Linked DNA regions of Mus musculus: region 1 is linked to region 2. The links are chromatin contacts, called in public Hi-C maps. All regions are on one chromosome and are shown on one strand. The core of a region is the stretch at or near the end of the contact, and the rest is flanking DNA. Distances in the headings are between cores, read along the strand shown. Region 1 overlaps Tdp1 (tyrosyl-DNA phosphodiesterase 1). Region 2 has its middle 58 kb from the start of Gm40554.

Region 1 (7,816 bases), core at 1,935-4,434, 820 kb after region 2:
GGTTGCCTAAAATTCTGCTGTTTGATTTGCACCAACAGAAGAGGTTAGTTCTTCCCGTCATACTAAAAGTAAACTGACAGGAATCCTGAAAGCCCATGATTAAATAAATAGTCTTAAATAAATTAAATAAATGGTACCAGGTTTAAGAGAGCCTTGTGCCGGGGGGGGGGGGCGGTGAGCAGGATGGCCACCAGAGGGCATAAGCACACATGGCTCCCAAAACCTTTACAAAGCACTTCACCTGAGTGCCTCACTCTAGAGTAGTGAGTGGTTCTCAACCTCCCCAATGCTGCAACCCTTCAATACAGTTCCTCATGCTGTGCTGACCCCAACCATAACTTTATTTTGTTGCTACCTCATGACTAATTTTTCTACTATTGTGAATCATAATGCAAATATCTGTGTTTTCTGATAATCCTAGCCAACCCCTGTTCAACTCTAAAAGGGGATTACAACCACAGGTTGAGAACCACTGCTCCAGTGGGAGATGCAGGAGAACTGTGGCCCTGTCCTGTCCTGCTGAAGTGCCTTTCCATATTGAGTGTTTCTGGTAATAGCAGTCATCCGGGAATCAGTTGGCTGTGTATTTAGTGCAAGGGGCTGGAAACAAGGGGCTCAAATACTTTGTCTGAGTTCTGCCTCAGCTCTAGGTCTGGGTATATGACTGTGCCTTGGCTACTGTAGTAACATTTATAGATGGAAAACTTTTTTCTTTTTTAGACTGGGCAGCTTAAATAACAGACATCTAGGAAGCCAGAGTCAGGTCACGGTACAGGTCACTCTGGTTCTTGGTAAAGACTCTGCTCGTGCCTTGTGGTTGCTGTGTTCTCCCAGTATTCTTCATGGTAGAGAAGTGAGGGTCCACTAGCACTCTGGTCTCAGTGAGGACTCTGATTGTATTGGAGACCCACATACGCCACCAAGTCTGTCTCACTAAACACTGACCCTCTTGGCTCTGCCCTTTGATGTGTGAGTTGGAGGGTGGGGATGACACACAGGCTCATTCCATGATGTTCATTCTGGCTTTGTCACTTCCCATTTGGTTAAATCTAACTTGTTCGTGTATAAAATGGATTCCTAGTGGCATCGGTACAGCGTTTGAAAGAGTTGGTCCATTAGCCCAAAAAGAAGCATGCGCTAAAGATTATCTGCTGAAGTTGCTTTTATCCCTGTTGTTTGTGCCTTAGTCTGGCCTGAAGCATGTAACTTGTAGCCAACTAAACTCGGGAGCCAGTTCTCCTAGCCACTGTGCTTTCTCAGTTAAAAATGAGCTGGTAAAATGATTGTGTAGTTTTACAGATGTGAAATACAGTTCCTAACTTTCTTCTCTAGTCAAACAGCACAAATGCATGCTGGTCCTCATGTATTTCCCCAAGCTTCGTGGGTCTGCTAGGAGCCTCTGCAGACTGCCTGCTACCCACTTCATAGTCCAGTTGTCCATGTCTCCCCTGGCAGCCAGTCCCATCCTTCCATCCTATGGTTGGGAAAGGACACTGTTTACATAGATGTATTGCTTACAACAAAAGACCTCTTTCCTAAGCACTTAGGCATATTTTCTCATTCTCCCTAACAACTAAATCTCATAACAATAGCCCACTTTAATCAGGCAAAAGCAAAGTCATAGAACATAAGTTATTTTCCAAAGTCAGGCAAATTGTGAGGCAGGATTTGAGGCCAGGCAGTGTATTCCTAAACTGATCACTCAGCGACTTGTTTGTTCCATAGCCATTCTTTCTGGCATATCCTGCTTGACTTGGGTCTCTTGTGCTAGATGTTAGATAAAATGTTTACCCTCGACATACCGGCACTTATAAAACTCATTCTGGATTACAAGGTGGGCTTGGCGGTGTTTATCTCCAGCTTCTGCTGCCTTTGTATGAAACTTTCTCTTTCAACTTAGCATCATGATGTCTTTATGTTGCCACCAATTCCATGCTGTTTAAATCTGTTCTTAAAACTCTGTTCATGCTAACTTTCTTGGGAGCCAAATATCTTATTTAAAACTTTGTTTGGGATCACATTTATATTTTTTGGCAACTAAAAGATTAGGTTTCCCACTTATAACTTCTGTAATTAAAAATGTAATATGTATTAAATCATATTAGGTAACACCCACCCCACCCCCAAGCCCCCAACCAAAGTATTTTAAATGAGCCTGCTGCATACTGTAATAAAAGCTGTGTTCTGTTTGTCCAATAGAGGGCAGTCAAACAGTTTTGTTTTGTTTTGTTTTGTTTTGTTTTGTTTTGTTTTGTTTTGTTTTTAAAGAGTTGCCTTGTTCCCTTCCCCATTTAATTTTCGGTAGACAGGAAAATTAAGCATTTAAGTGCAACTTTTTAAAATAAATTACTTTTTTCCTATCCTAGGCAAAGTTGGATATTGCATTTGGAACACACCACACGTAAGCAACTTTTATGAAGTGGGGGAAGGTATGGTTTTAATTGGTCAAAGGACATAATCAAGGAGCTCTCTGTCAGCATGGAAGCGTGTGATCTGTGCCTCGGAGGCCTCTGCCTATTGCTTAGGACATCTGCCAAGGCCATTGGCAGACAGAATTCAAGAGTAGTTCTGTGGTCATAGACAACTCTGCGTGCTAAGTCAGGGCTTGTGACAGACCTGCTTTTAAAAGTTCTGTCATTTGGCAAGAATGAATTACATTGAATAGTCTATTATTAGTCAGCCCCATACTCTGATAAAGGAAAACTGATTTTATGGAAAGTTGCCAGTCTGCAAGGCTCCAGTGAACTCCTCTGAGATGGCTCAGGAGAAATTGGCCCACCTCTTCCTCTCACGTGAGCCAGTGACAGCTCGATTTATTTTTAACTTAGTTTCATAGCCTCTCACCAAGTACTTTTAGGGTTATTCGGCTTTTCAAGTGGAAAAAACAACAAAATGCAGTTGTCTTTACTTTAATATTTTTACAAATCACATTTCTCTTGAGGGGATTTGGCAAAAGACTGTGACAGAAGATGGCTGTTCTCTCTTTTAATCCAGGAGTGGAAGTTTGGGCCTTGCTGCCCCCAGAGAGGAAGCAGTGTGCTAGGGGTAGTGGCCGTCCTCGGTCTGGCCTGACGCTGCTTCCTGCTGAAGCTGAGATGGAAAGTGACAGTATTGTGGCTGCCTTTCTCTCTGTGTGCATACAGCAGTATTTTTGCCAGTCTGTTGTGAAAAGGAGCCAGACTGGAAGCAGTTAGGCACGAAGTGATAGTTCCATTCTCTGACTTGTCCTGGGTAACATCTACAGGCCACCCCTAATTGGTAGCTTTTGTCCACTAAGGGACAAAAGAGAATTTAGAGTGAACTCAAGTACTGACTCATGCATAAAATACTCATTTTCTAGCTCTGAGCACACAAGATGCCAATTTCAGCTCAGAATACAGATTGCTGTCAGTGGGGGCAGCTTAGCCTTAATGCAAAGCACCACACAGGAAATCCTTGTCTCTCGCCCTTAGCTGAGACCCCAGGATAAATACATTCTTGATTCTAGAAGGCCCTCTGCCAGCCCTGTCACCATTTGGGCCCCGGTATGATTTGTTGGGCCACTGGTGCCCGATTCTTGTGCTGAGCACGTGGTCTGCGCTGTGTAATGAGCTTCACAGGGGAAAAGTTCCGATGTCCCTCTGGGCTAGCAAGCAATGGAGAGCTTGTCGGTCATGCTGTCACCCCCGGGAGAGACTTGCGGGGTCAGAAGACTGCCTCAGACGCTGGCTTGGTGATGCTTCCCTGTGAATGCAGCAGGGAAGGAGCAAAGGGGAAGCTCCCCTTTGTTTAATCATATCAAAATTATTTGGTTCTTTTAATATCACACACCGGAAAGCAGAGACCTAGGATAAATGAGTTTACGTTCCTTGGGGATGAACATGGGGCTAGAGATCATTTTTAACCTTAGTTTTTAATTTGTTCTTGTTTGCTCAGTGCTACAGTTGATTCATTATTTCCTTGGCCCCGTTCAACCCTTGCTCCTTAGAGCAGCTCACACATGCACATTCTGTAGGTTAAATCTAATAGCTCACAATCCAGAGACGTCAGTGGAGTGGAACCCTCCCCAGCCAGAGAGTATCCAGGGTTTACGTTTTTGCTGGAACATCAGGATCTTGTAAAGGATTGAGATCATGTCTGGAGATTTTAGTTTATTATTTTAAAAATTAGGAGGCCGAGCTAGAAGCAGGAGTTCAAGGACAGTCTACGTGAGATCCTACCTCGCCGAAAATTATCCAAGCAATCCCTGTAATGTCACTGAGTCTCAAGTCGGTCATCCTTGTCCTTGTAGCTTTTCACCTCTGAGTGAGAGCACGAAGCATGGGAGATAGAGAAGGGGAAAGCCTCAGCTCACAGTGATGTGATAACAACTCTCCTCCCAGCCAGCAGGGACAACAGTCACTGTGAGGCAGGTTCTGGGGTGACACACACCTGAGCGATGTACTGACCAGGCATTGGCTGGGTACCACGCACAGGGCACAATAGAAATAGTCAGGATTTCACTCCATCTACAGATGTGGTCTGTCCAGCATCTCCAGGGTGCACAGTGGTTCCAGGCATGATGTGTCACACAATGCTTTAGAATGGGAAAGTTCTCTGGTTTGCCCCAGAGTTGGGCAGTACCTCTGAGGGCTCTGAGATCAATAGGGAGAAACAAAGCAGCTGAATGGACAATGTCCTCATGTAAGCAGGAGCCAGCCATAGCCTGCAGGGAGGGGCATGCTTCCCGCCTACTGCTCCAGCTGCTCCTCTGTCTCACCAAGGCCGCATCTCCCACTCACTTTCTAGTACTGAAAATTTTGACCATCCCACCTCCAGCCATGTCAGTACACACAGTGCCCTGGCTTGTGGGCATGTGTGAGTTCATGCTCATTGTGACTCAGATAGTCCTTTTCCTCCAGCTCAGGCTCTGCACTTGTGTAAAGTGAAAATGCTTTGCTCTGTCAGTAGCGTGTGGCTGCGAGACGTCTCACAGGAAATTCTCAGCTCCCAGGCATGGATCCTAAAGGCTTCTTGCCTCGCAAGCACAGCAGCTGGCATTGTGGGAAAGTGAAGAGCCTTCCCTAAGGATGACGCTTCCAAGCCTGTTCACCTCACAGCCTTTCTAGGCTACAAGGCTGCCATGACCCACGTCATCCGGGAATTGACAGGCCAGGCTCTAAGGTGAACAAGAAAGAAATGTGGAGACTGTGACCATTGTGGAAACCGCACCAGTGGTGGTTGTGGGCATTGTGGGATATGTTGAAACCCCACAAGGCCTCCGGACCTTCACGACTATATTTGCTGAGCATATCAGTGATGAGTGTAAAAGTCAGTTCTCACGTCACCTGAGTTACACAGATGAGTAGTAAGCAGCAGAAGACAAGAGTCACACACTTGAGAAGCGACACTCTAGTTCTGGAGAGAAGATGTAAAGTCCCTTAGTAGCTATGCTTAGGGACTCAGAAAGCCCTGGTGGGCAGAGAAGACTCAGCCCAGTTCCAACTGAGAGGACTTACTTCAAGCCCAGATACAGAGCGGTGACAAGGGTGGCACATGGAATACATGTCTGACCAGGACAGGGCATCAGACATCATCCAGTCTTCAAACTGTAACCGACAATAAGAAATAACATTTTATACCTTCAGTATGTGACCGCACAGCCACGGGCTAACGCAAAGGCTTCCTGGACTGATACTTTCAAAATATGCTGCATATATTTCCATTGTTTGAAACGTGCTAGCCTGTTACACAGCAGAAGATTCTACTCCTACCTTGCTTGCAAAACACAGGGCAAAGATGTCCCTGTGGTCCTTCATAGTGAAATTATAGCCATGGATACTACGGGACCGGTGAAGGGATGTGAGCTCATGCCCCCAGGTGTTGGGAGCCTTTTCGAAAGATAGCTTTTTATGTGTCTCCTTAGATTTTTGGAAGGCAGTGTGTAGAGGGGAGTTTATAATCACTAAAAGTTTGAGTAACACAAGAGGCTAAGCATGCATCCCTCCAGCTGTTGCCCTGCATTCTCACTAGATAATCTGCTTATTTGGAAAATTCTGTTCCTGATAGTTTTTTCTCCCCTCCCTCTCTTTGAAGGAAAATGATGCTCTTGCTCTATGAAGAAGGCCTCCGAGTTGTCATCCACACCTCCAACCTCATCCGGGAAGACTGGCACCAGAAAACCCAAGGGTTCGTAGGGCCGTGCACTGCATGGCTGTCGCTTATGCTGGGAAGGGGCCACGACAAGTGTGACTCACATGCCTCCTCTTTGTTTTTCTGCTTGTACAAGTGTAGAAAAGAGGCATACCAGAAAGAGTTATAGTTCTTTAGCAGTGCACAGTGACTGCCCTACCTGAGCCACACCTCCACCCCCACAGTCCTCTCCCACTCCCTGGCCTCCATCCCACTCTCTTGAAGTAGCCAGTGTTATCAGCCTGGTGCAGAATCACCTGTAACCATCCCTGATACATAGGAATAATTGTATAGATGTTTTGTAAAATTTACTTGGCATCTCTTCTATTGTTTGAGAATTTCACACATACATATAATGTTTTCATGTTGGGGTTGGTTTGTGTGTTTGTTTTTATCACATCTGCTGCTAGGTACACCAGGCTAGCCAGCACACACGTTTCTGGAGATTGTCCTGTCTCCACCTCCCGTCTTGCCATGGGAGCACTGAGATCATAGGTGTGAGTCACCTCGCCTGGTGTTAACGTGGAGTCTGAGGATGCAGAGGGAGGTCCTCACACTTGACCAAGTTCTTTAACCATTATGTCATCTCCCCAGCCCCACTGAGCCATTTCACCATCCAGAGGCTTTGTTTTTAAGAGGACATTTTGAGGGACGTGTCCAACTCAAATGGCGCTACCTCTCTCCTCCTTGGTTAATAGCTTTACTTCTCTTTCTTTCATTGAAGCCTTCCTGGGAGAGCGCTGGCTAGTGGCCTTCTCTCTCATGGAACATGCAGGCATTTGTATCACTTTGTTCGGGTTCCCAGCATGCTCCACTGCTGCTCTCCCTGCTATCATCTCCAGGGTTACTTAGCCTGGGCCAGAGCTGCTCTACATTGTCTCACTCTGACAGGCCCCTGATCCTCAGCAACCCCATGGGTTGAGCTGAAATAAAGGGCCTTCCAGCTCATCCTCCGGACCTGCTTTGACCTCCGTGGGGCTCAGTTTCCCATAGTCCTCTTAAACTATGCTTCTCAGGGTAGTGTTAGCCTGATTCCTGCAGGATCAAAGGAGTCTCTGCTTTGTCTCTAAAAAACCTTGGCCACAAGACTTGTTCTTGGTTGCCATCTCATCCCTTCAACTAGCCACCCCCACCCCCACTTCTTTTTCTTAATTTTAGATAGAATCTTTTATGTAACTCATGCTGGCTGGGAAATCACTGTGTGGCTATGTAACCCTAACTGGTCTTGAACTCTTGATCTTTTTGCTTTGCCTTCCAAGTGTTGGCTACCAGGACTTTGTTGATCTGCTGAGTCCTTTGTCCATTCTGCCCCACTGCCCAAGGAGATCTTAAGCCACGCCTCTCTGAGCTGCTGCCTGGGCCTGGGGACTCCTACTCAGCCCTGTTAGGGAAATATGTGGAATTTAGATAAGTGTGTTCATAGGGAAACAGGGATTATGAAACCAAACAGATTTATAAAGGTGACATACACACACACCATTCTTAGGTGGCTCTCAGAATCTTGCCAGCTCATTCTGGAGTTGTGAACTTGAACTTATGGGCAGCAGTGCTTCCTGAGGCTTCTCAAGTGATTGCCATGAGAAAGGCTAGGGAAAGTAGGGGTGTGGCTGGTACTTTATTCATTTCTTTAAAAAGAAATCTAAAAAAGCATATTACCTAGACTGTG
Region 2 (7,361 bases), core at 3,882-6,381:
CAAATGTGTTTGGCGCAGAACTTGGGGCAGTCTACCCACCACGTGGATTCCAGGGATTGAACTCGAGTCACCAATGTGAACAAGATTCCTGGAAAGGATCTGGGCAACAACTGATTGCTTAGGACTGTAGTGATTTGGAGAAATTGCAGTGTTGTAGGTCCAGGGTCTAATTACTCTTTATCTTTGATTTAGAGGCTAGCTTTTGCCCCCTAAGTGGCCATCCCACGCTGACCTCTGTCTTACCTAACTTCCTGTGGTTAGCAGATAAGTAATCATACGGCTCTAGCCTCCATATACTGAAAAGCTAAGGGCATCATCGGATGGCAGAGGAGGCCAATAGGAAAGACTCCCCCATCTTTCTGTACCAACCCCCCTCTGGCAGTTCCAACAACGAATTGTTTAGCTATCTTGACTTAGATAACTCTCCTTGTTCTGTTACTGTAAAACTCCACAATTAAAACATTATACTCCACACTGGAACGTTATACTGAAGGTGATCTAAATGGCTCCTGGGCCATGGCCACTCATGATGTTGCCTGTAGACTAGACTATGTCTCTCATTCCTTTGAGAGAAGAGTTGTTTCTTTGGATGACACAATGCTGAGGGGCAGTTGTCTTTATCCACAGAGCCGTCTCACCTGCCTGAATGTGGCCTCTCTGAGATCAGGGTTGACTATTGAACCCTACTGGGGAGAGGTATATGACATTGTCATTGAATGCTGTACCAAGGTGTACTTTGCCAATATCTCCTTTCACGTTGCATCAGAGAGGAACATGCAATACTGTGTGGAGCAATCTCCATTGTGACATAAGACACCAATGAAGGATCAAGCCAGCTGTTCTCAGGACATTCTGAAAGAATGTTGGCATGGCAGTCTCCCTTCTCTTTCAACAACACATTTGGTTAATTTAAACCCTCCTGTCATGCTGGATAGCTGAAACCAAGTATCCTAGTGACCTAACATGTGTGTCTCAATTTCTTGTCTTACCTGAGTACTGGTATCAATCTGCCTTGCTGTTCAGTGTCCTCCAAACCCTTAGGAATGTGGCAATGGACAGCTCAAGTCCCACGTGTGACTTTTGCTCAAAGTGTCAAGTGTATATGGTGAGCCTGTGCTCTAAAGTCAACATGTTACTTGGTTTTCTAAACGGCTCAAGAGAAACTAAAAACTTCATCTCAAAGAACTTAATCTGCAACTGTATGGGTAGAATTATGAAAAAAATCTTATAAAATTATTAGAATTGTTTCATTGTGTGGGGTTCAAGAGAACACTGAGGCAGATCTCTGGGGAACAAGTTTACTAGAAAACTTATTAACACCATGGACAGACAGACACAGAGTCAGACAGCATGGCCTGATCTCTGGAGAGAAGAATCGGCACACACAGGCAAAGGCAGGCTCTCCTTTTAATGCCCTCGCACACAAGCACACAGCCGGGCTTTCTAATAGGAGGCAGGGAAGGGAACAGGGAACAGGATGTGTGGTGCCAATGCCCCCACTGATGTTAGCCCACTTCCCAAGTGAGAGATCCTGGCCCAGGATGTTAGTCAGCTAGGGATTCATAGACAGCATCTCAGGAGGATATCCAGAAGGTACCTCTGTCTGTGAGTTGAAGCTGCTGGAGCTATTCTGTCCCAAGAAGAAGCCTGAATCTCAGGCTTTTGGCCCTTGAAGAACATGATCACTCCGTTCGAATATCTGTCCTTTCCCATCACACAGCAGTCCTTCTTACCACTCCATTCTTAAATGAGTGTCCTTAGAATTTTAGGAAGCTGACACTGTACGGTTTGCTTAGTCTATTTTCAAGGTGTAGTCTCCATTCTTGGAGGGCCACTCCTTGAGACTGAGACTTAGGTCTAGTGATTCTGCCTCAAAGCTCTCCCTGGGGAAATCTTTCCGTATGCTTAGAAGTGGATGTGCCTGAACTTCACTGAAGAACAGAGGATAACAGTAAAATAAAAGTGTTCACAGTCATTAGAGCCACCCAAACTTAGTGGCTTAAATCATTGGTAATAAATGATTCTGACCCTGAACCTTCAATGTGGGCAGAGCCCAGCTCCGTCCCCAACAGCATTAGCTGAAGTGGCTCAAAAGCTAGCCTCCCCGCAAGTATTCAGCAGTAACTTATGACCTTTTTTTTTTTTTAACCTAAGATAATTTTACACAGCCTAGGTGTGCAGCTATATAAGACAGGTGCATAAATCAAACATTTACTGACAATAAACCACAGAGAGGTTCATTTTAAAACAATGCTTTGAGAGATACGTATGTGCAGCTTTGCCACTTATTAAACAGTAAAGCAATTTTGCACCCTACTGAGATGAATATGCTTGGTTATTTTTATATAAAGAATGAAATCTTGATAGCGCAGGATATAGTTCTTCAAAGCTTCTCAGAGTTCAGTGAAATTTTGATTTTAAAATTATCAATGCTGCAACTGCTGCTTCACATGAATATGTAGTGCACACGACACAATGACGTGCAGGGCCATTTCAGAATAAAATTGGGATTTGGAAGTCCTGTGCTATCCAAAACCAAGATTCACTTAATGGTTTTTAATGGAATTCATCATCAATTAAAAAAATCAAGTTTTAAAATCAAGCACTGGACAGGCGGGCAGTGGTGGTGCACGCTTTTAATCCCGGCACCTGGGAGGCAGAGACAGGCGGATTTCTGAGTTCAAAGCCAACCTGGTCTACAGAGATAGTTCTAGGATAGCCAGAGCTACACAGACAAACCCTGTTCTAAAAAGAAATTTTTTAAAAAAATCAGTTATAATTTAAGAAGTTGGAGGCTGGGGCACTTACACATTTTTTTTCCCTGCCACCAATGACTACCTCAAAGCATGGCTGCAAATGTCCTGAGACAGCAGAGTAGATGGACAGGGAGTTTTTATGATCTGTCTCAAAAGTTATGCGCACTTAGTGATGTCCCAATCTACCAACTGAAACTGGCACAAATCTCACCCAGGTTTGGGAGGGGCAGACATAGAGGAAGGATCCTAAGTTTACTTAGGAATGTGCAAAGAGAGGATCTTAGTTACGTAAGTGTGAGATGGAATGCATTTGGGCCAGCTGCTTTTAGAAATACAATCTGCCACTCCACTATCCAAAGTATAGGCTGCACAGACACAAAGACACGGACAGACAGACAGACAGACACACACACACACACACACACACACACACACACATACACACACCACACACACACACCAAGACAAAACAAAACAAAAAGCTGGGTGGTGGTGGCATACTACTTTAATTCCAGTATCCAGGAGGCAGAGGCAGGTGAATCTCTAAATTCAAGTCCAGCCTGATCCACAGAGCAAGTTCCAGGATAGCCAGGACTACCCTGAGGAACCCTGTCTTTAAAAACAAAATAAAAAACCTGTTGTATTATCTGTCGTTGCCAGTTTTAAAAAGCTGTAAAGGGGCAAGCATCCCTTCTCCAAACAGAAGTACAATTCCGTAGAGAATGAGGATGCTGTGTCTAAGAGGGTACCAAAGGGTTCATGTGGGTCTCTGTGTATGATGTGGTGATATTTCTCCCAGATGCAGAGAACATCTTCCTCCCACACAGAATGATGAAGGACAAGCACAAGAAGAAGATCTTAGCATCTTTCTGTCTCATAAAGAAAGGAAGGGAGGGAGGGAGGGAGGGAGGGAGGGAGGGAGGGAGGGAGGGAGGGGGAGAGAGAGAGAGAGAGAGAGAGAGAGAGAGAGAGAGAGAGAGAGAGAGAGAGAGAGACCTGTTTCTACCATCCCAGGACTTTAATTGCAAAACTCTGTTGTTGGGGGCACACTTTGTTTTCTCCAGGCTCCGGGCCCCAGGCTCTGGCCCCCAGGCTCCCGTGCGCACACAGATGCTTTTCGTGTCCCCTCTTCATCAGCAGCGTGGTGGCTGAAGGAGCACCTGGACTTGAGAAGGCTGGGTGCTCTCTGAATGACTTTAGTTGAAATGCTTCACTGTGCTTCAGTTTCCTTCCGTGAACAATGATGCTAATCACAAGGCTTGCAACATTTTGTAAACAGCGAATGTGCTGGTTCCTGGAGCTCCTTTACACTTGACAAGTGCTTTAAAATTGTTACTTGCACCAGGTCCAGATTTATTTGTGAACACCCCCAGGATATACCTACCAGGGACAGATCCTTATGACTGGGCTGTCTCTTCTTTCGTTGTTACAGACAGATACCAATAATACTGCTCTGGGTGTGCTCCTATTCTGCAAACAGACCAGGAAGAGGCTGGAAACCGATTGAGTAAGGAGAAGTAGAAAAATCAAGGTTCTCTGATTGGATATGAATTCTCTTTCCAAATCCCCATCTTTCCTGGGCCTTTCTCAGGCTAAAGCTCCTCACTCTGTGAAGATGTCTCCGAATGGAGAAGCAAGGAGTACTCAAAGCTTCATCTTCTCCTAATGGAGAATGGCTTGGGTTTTTACCTTTGTTAACTGGGCGACCTTGAGCAGTCCTCCATCCCCCACTGCCGCTATAAGTTAAAGGTCCCTATAGCTCTTTTATCGCTGGAGTTTAACATATGTCTACCTGCGGGGAGGGGGGCGTTTCCATAGCAACAGAAGTGCGGGATGTTAAGTCTCCCTTTCTAGTATCCAGAACCCAGCCTACATAGGGACCTCCTAAACCTGGGGAATATTTATGCTGAGGCAGAGCCCCCTGGGGCGATTCCTGGAATCACCAAGCTTGGATCAGGGTGCTACACATTGGCTAGCGAAAGATCCCGAAGGTAGAAAGAGTGGTTCTTGCTGCAGACGCGGTCCATGTCTGTCTGTCTGGGCATGTCTCAGGGGCTGGGAGTTATATCTCATCTCCTGACTCCGGGAAAACGCATGATCTGGCATGATGAGAGACTCTCTGGGGACTTTTGCTTTTTGTTTTCCTCGTTTTTTGAGACCAGAGAGCTCAAACCATTGGGGTACATGTTGACGGCTAGACTGCAGCCTCTGATGATAACTGTCCCTTTGCATAAGTCCTCTGCACCTCGGGGTAGAAACAGCTCCACCAGGGGGCAGTGCAAAGAAAAATTCGATATGGGGACCAGAGGAGATGTCCTAAGCCAAGCATCCTAACTAGGCTCCTGGCTGAGCAGCGCGACAACCCCAGCGGGTGGAGTCGCAGCGCTTTGATGTCGCGCGGCCACACGGTGGCGCTGCCGCACCGCCCTCCAGCAGACGACACAGGGCTAGGCATGCCCCAGGCAGGGACAGGCCAGGGGTACAGAGCAGGCACCTCAACTCTCCCCTTGATGGCCAGTCTTGGGACGCAGTGTCCACCTTTATGCCTTGCGACACATTCGTGACCCTGCCCTTGAGCCTCATGGAGGTCGGGAAGCTGAGGCTGAAAGGATTAGGAATCCTGGGGCTTAGCTTCAATGGCTAAACCTCTGACAAGGCCTTTTTCCTAAAAGGAAAAGAAGAGAGCTGTAAGAGAAAAGAGCCGTTAGGATTTATTCCCAGGGGTTCCTAGAAACTGCCACAGCCTGCGAGGTCAAAGTTAAACCATTTTGTACGGAGCATGAGAGAGAGAGAGTCGATGCTTGCTCCAGCAGCAGTGAGCAGAGCTGACGGCCAATGCCGGCTATCTGCAGCCAGGTCTGTGGACATCCCACCACAGAACCTTACTCCCAGTTGTCAGTCACCTAAGAAGAAGGAAAAGAAACCCCCAAATTCCTTCTTTCCATCCTTAGAAGTAGGAAAGTAGAAACACCTTTAACTTGGTTCTGATCTTGAAGACCAACAAGGGAAGTCAATGACTTTGGGGGTGACTGCAGCAAGACAGAAGAAGGAACACAGAGCCCTGAATCAGTGCCCCGGGCAGGTTCTCTTACCTAAAGATGGTGGTCTCAGCGAAATGAATGGTCGTTAAGTCACTGTGCTTGGAGGCACAGGGCTGTGATGGTATGCCATTACTGTAAATGAATTCAAGAGACGGATTGCTTTATCTTAAAAGCTCACAGTTTTCAAGGTTTCAAGTCTATAGCTGGTTGGTTCTGTGGTAAGACAAAATCATGGTGGGAGTACACAAAGTAGGAGGCCTGTTAACCTCATCGTGTCTGGGAAACAGGGCAGAAAGTATATTCCCAATGCCTTCTTCAAGGGCATGCCCCTAATAGCTTCACCAGGTCCCTACCTCTCAGTAGTGCAATGGGTGGGAACCAAGCCTTTAACACATGGGCCTTTGGCTGACACCAACAGTCCAACAGAGAGCAAGGGAGGTGATCAGCTATTTGGTCTGGTACCGCACCATAACTGATTGCAGAATTAACTAACTACAGCATCTGATCGGGTAATAAGATCCTTGGTTACGTAGGTATGATAGGCAGTGTCGACTGTCAACTTGATAGGCTGTAGAATCGCCCAGGAGACAGGCCCCCAAGAACACCTGCAAGGGATTATCTTTGATTAGGTTAACCAAGGGGAAGGCTTGCCCTAATAGTGGGCAGTACCACTCCTTGGCTTAGGCCCTGGTTGCATATAAAGGAGAAAGCTAGCTGAGCAGGATCGCCCACACTCCTCTGCTTCCTGCCTGCTGAGGCACTGTGACCAGCTTGCTCAAGCCCAGACTGTACCCTGGAACTGAGAGCCAAGACAGGCCCTTTCTCCATGAAGTTACTTTTGCCAAGATATTTTATTACAGCAATAGAAGTAGGAGAGTGGCTAACGCAGTAGGAGAAAGGAGGTTTCAGGTAGAAAAAGAACCCAAGTGCTAAACACAAGACAAGTCATGATACTCTGAGGATGCTTTCTGCAAAGCATAGATGTGTGTGTGTGTGTGTGTGTGTGTGTGTGCATACATACATATACATATATACATAAACACATATATGTGTGCATATGTACATGTATGTATATATACATGTATGTATATATATGTGTGTGTGTGCATGTATACATAGACATGCGCATATATACATATATAAGCACACACAGGCCATCTGCACACCATTAGCACCACCCTCTTTATCAAGAAAAATAAGCTTAAATAGTTCTTAGCACACTGTCTGAGGAGGGCTTAGAATGCAATTTTCAAAGCTCAAAATCTGTCATAAGTTTACTTTCTCTGAGTTGGACACCATTCAGAGCTAACACAGACACACATTCACACTCACACACACACACATTCACACACACAACTCTTCTGTCTACGCTGCAATGTCCTTAGGTAACTATGCACACTCTCTTACCATGGTAAGGTAACTATCTTACCATGTATTTCCTCAGAGAGTTGCTAGAGTCTGCCTGACCATTTGCACCCTCTCTTCCCGAGTCATGTCTTTATTACATCAAGGAGGTCAGGCTAAAACTTCATTCCCACTCACATCTCCAATAATCCCTTGAGGG

The links. Hi-C and Micro-C count contacts between places; a contact is called where the count stands out from the background.
Region 1: a contact with region 2 is called in a Hi-C map of cerebral cortex, with 2.3 times the contacts expected there. The contact joins two enhancer-like sites. A contact is called at or near these places in 3 of 15 datasets of contacts at CTCF or cohesin (large pre-B cells, pro-B cells and stem cell-derived epiblast-like cells), 34 of 484 Hi-C or Micro-C datasets (B cells, CD4 T cells, CD8 T cells and 29 more), 5 of 115 datasets of contacts at active chromatin or transcription factors (SST interneurons, astrocytes, embryonic basal ganglia and 2 more) and 2 of 9 other capture datasets (embryonic stem cells and liver).

What each region holds. Positions count from the first base shown.
Region 1 is chr12:99,899,982-99,907,797 of GRCm38.p6, forward strand. It overlaps Tdp1 (tyrosyl-DNA phosphodiesterase 1), which reads left to right. Exons shown (of 16, transcript NM_028354.5): 6 at 2,367-2,401; 7 at 6,055-6,147. Among named protein-coding and RNA genes, the nearest start is that of Tdp1, 19 kb to the left of the region's middle. Within about 2 kb of position 3,185, at least 83 of the 459 cell types and tissues checked have an H3K27ac peak or open chromatin away from gene starts, as enhancers often do. A contact at or near this core is called in cerebral cortex and stem cell-derived neural stem cells, where this site is marked.
Region 2 is chr12:99,079,235-99,086,595 of GRCm38.p6, forward strand. No RefSeq gene overlaps it. Among named protein-coding and RNA genes, the nearest start is that of Gm40554, 58 kb to the left of the region's middle. Within about 2 kb of position 5,132, at least 41 of the 459 cell types and tissues checked have an H3K27ac peak or open chromatin away from gene starts, as enhancers often do. A contact at or near this core is called in cerebral cortex and stem cell-derived neural stem cells, where this site is marked.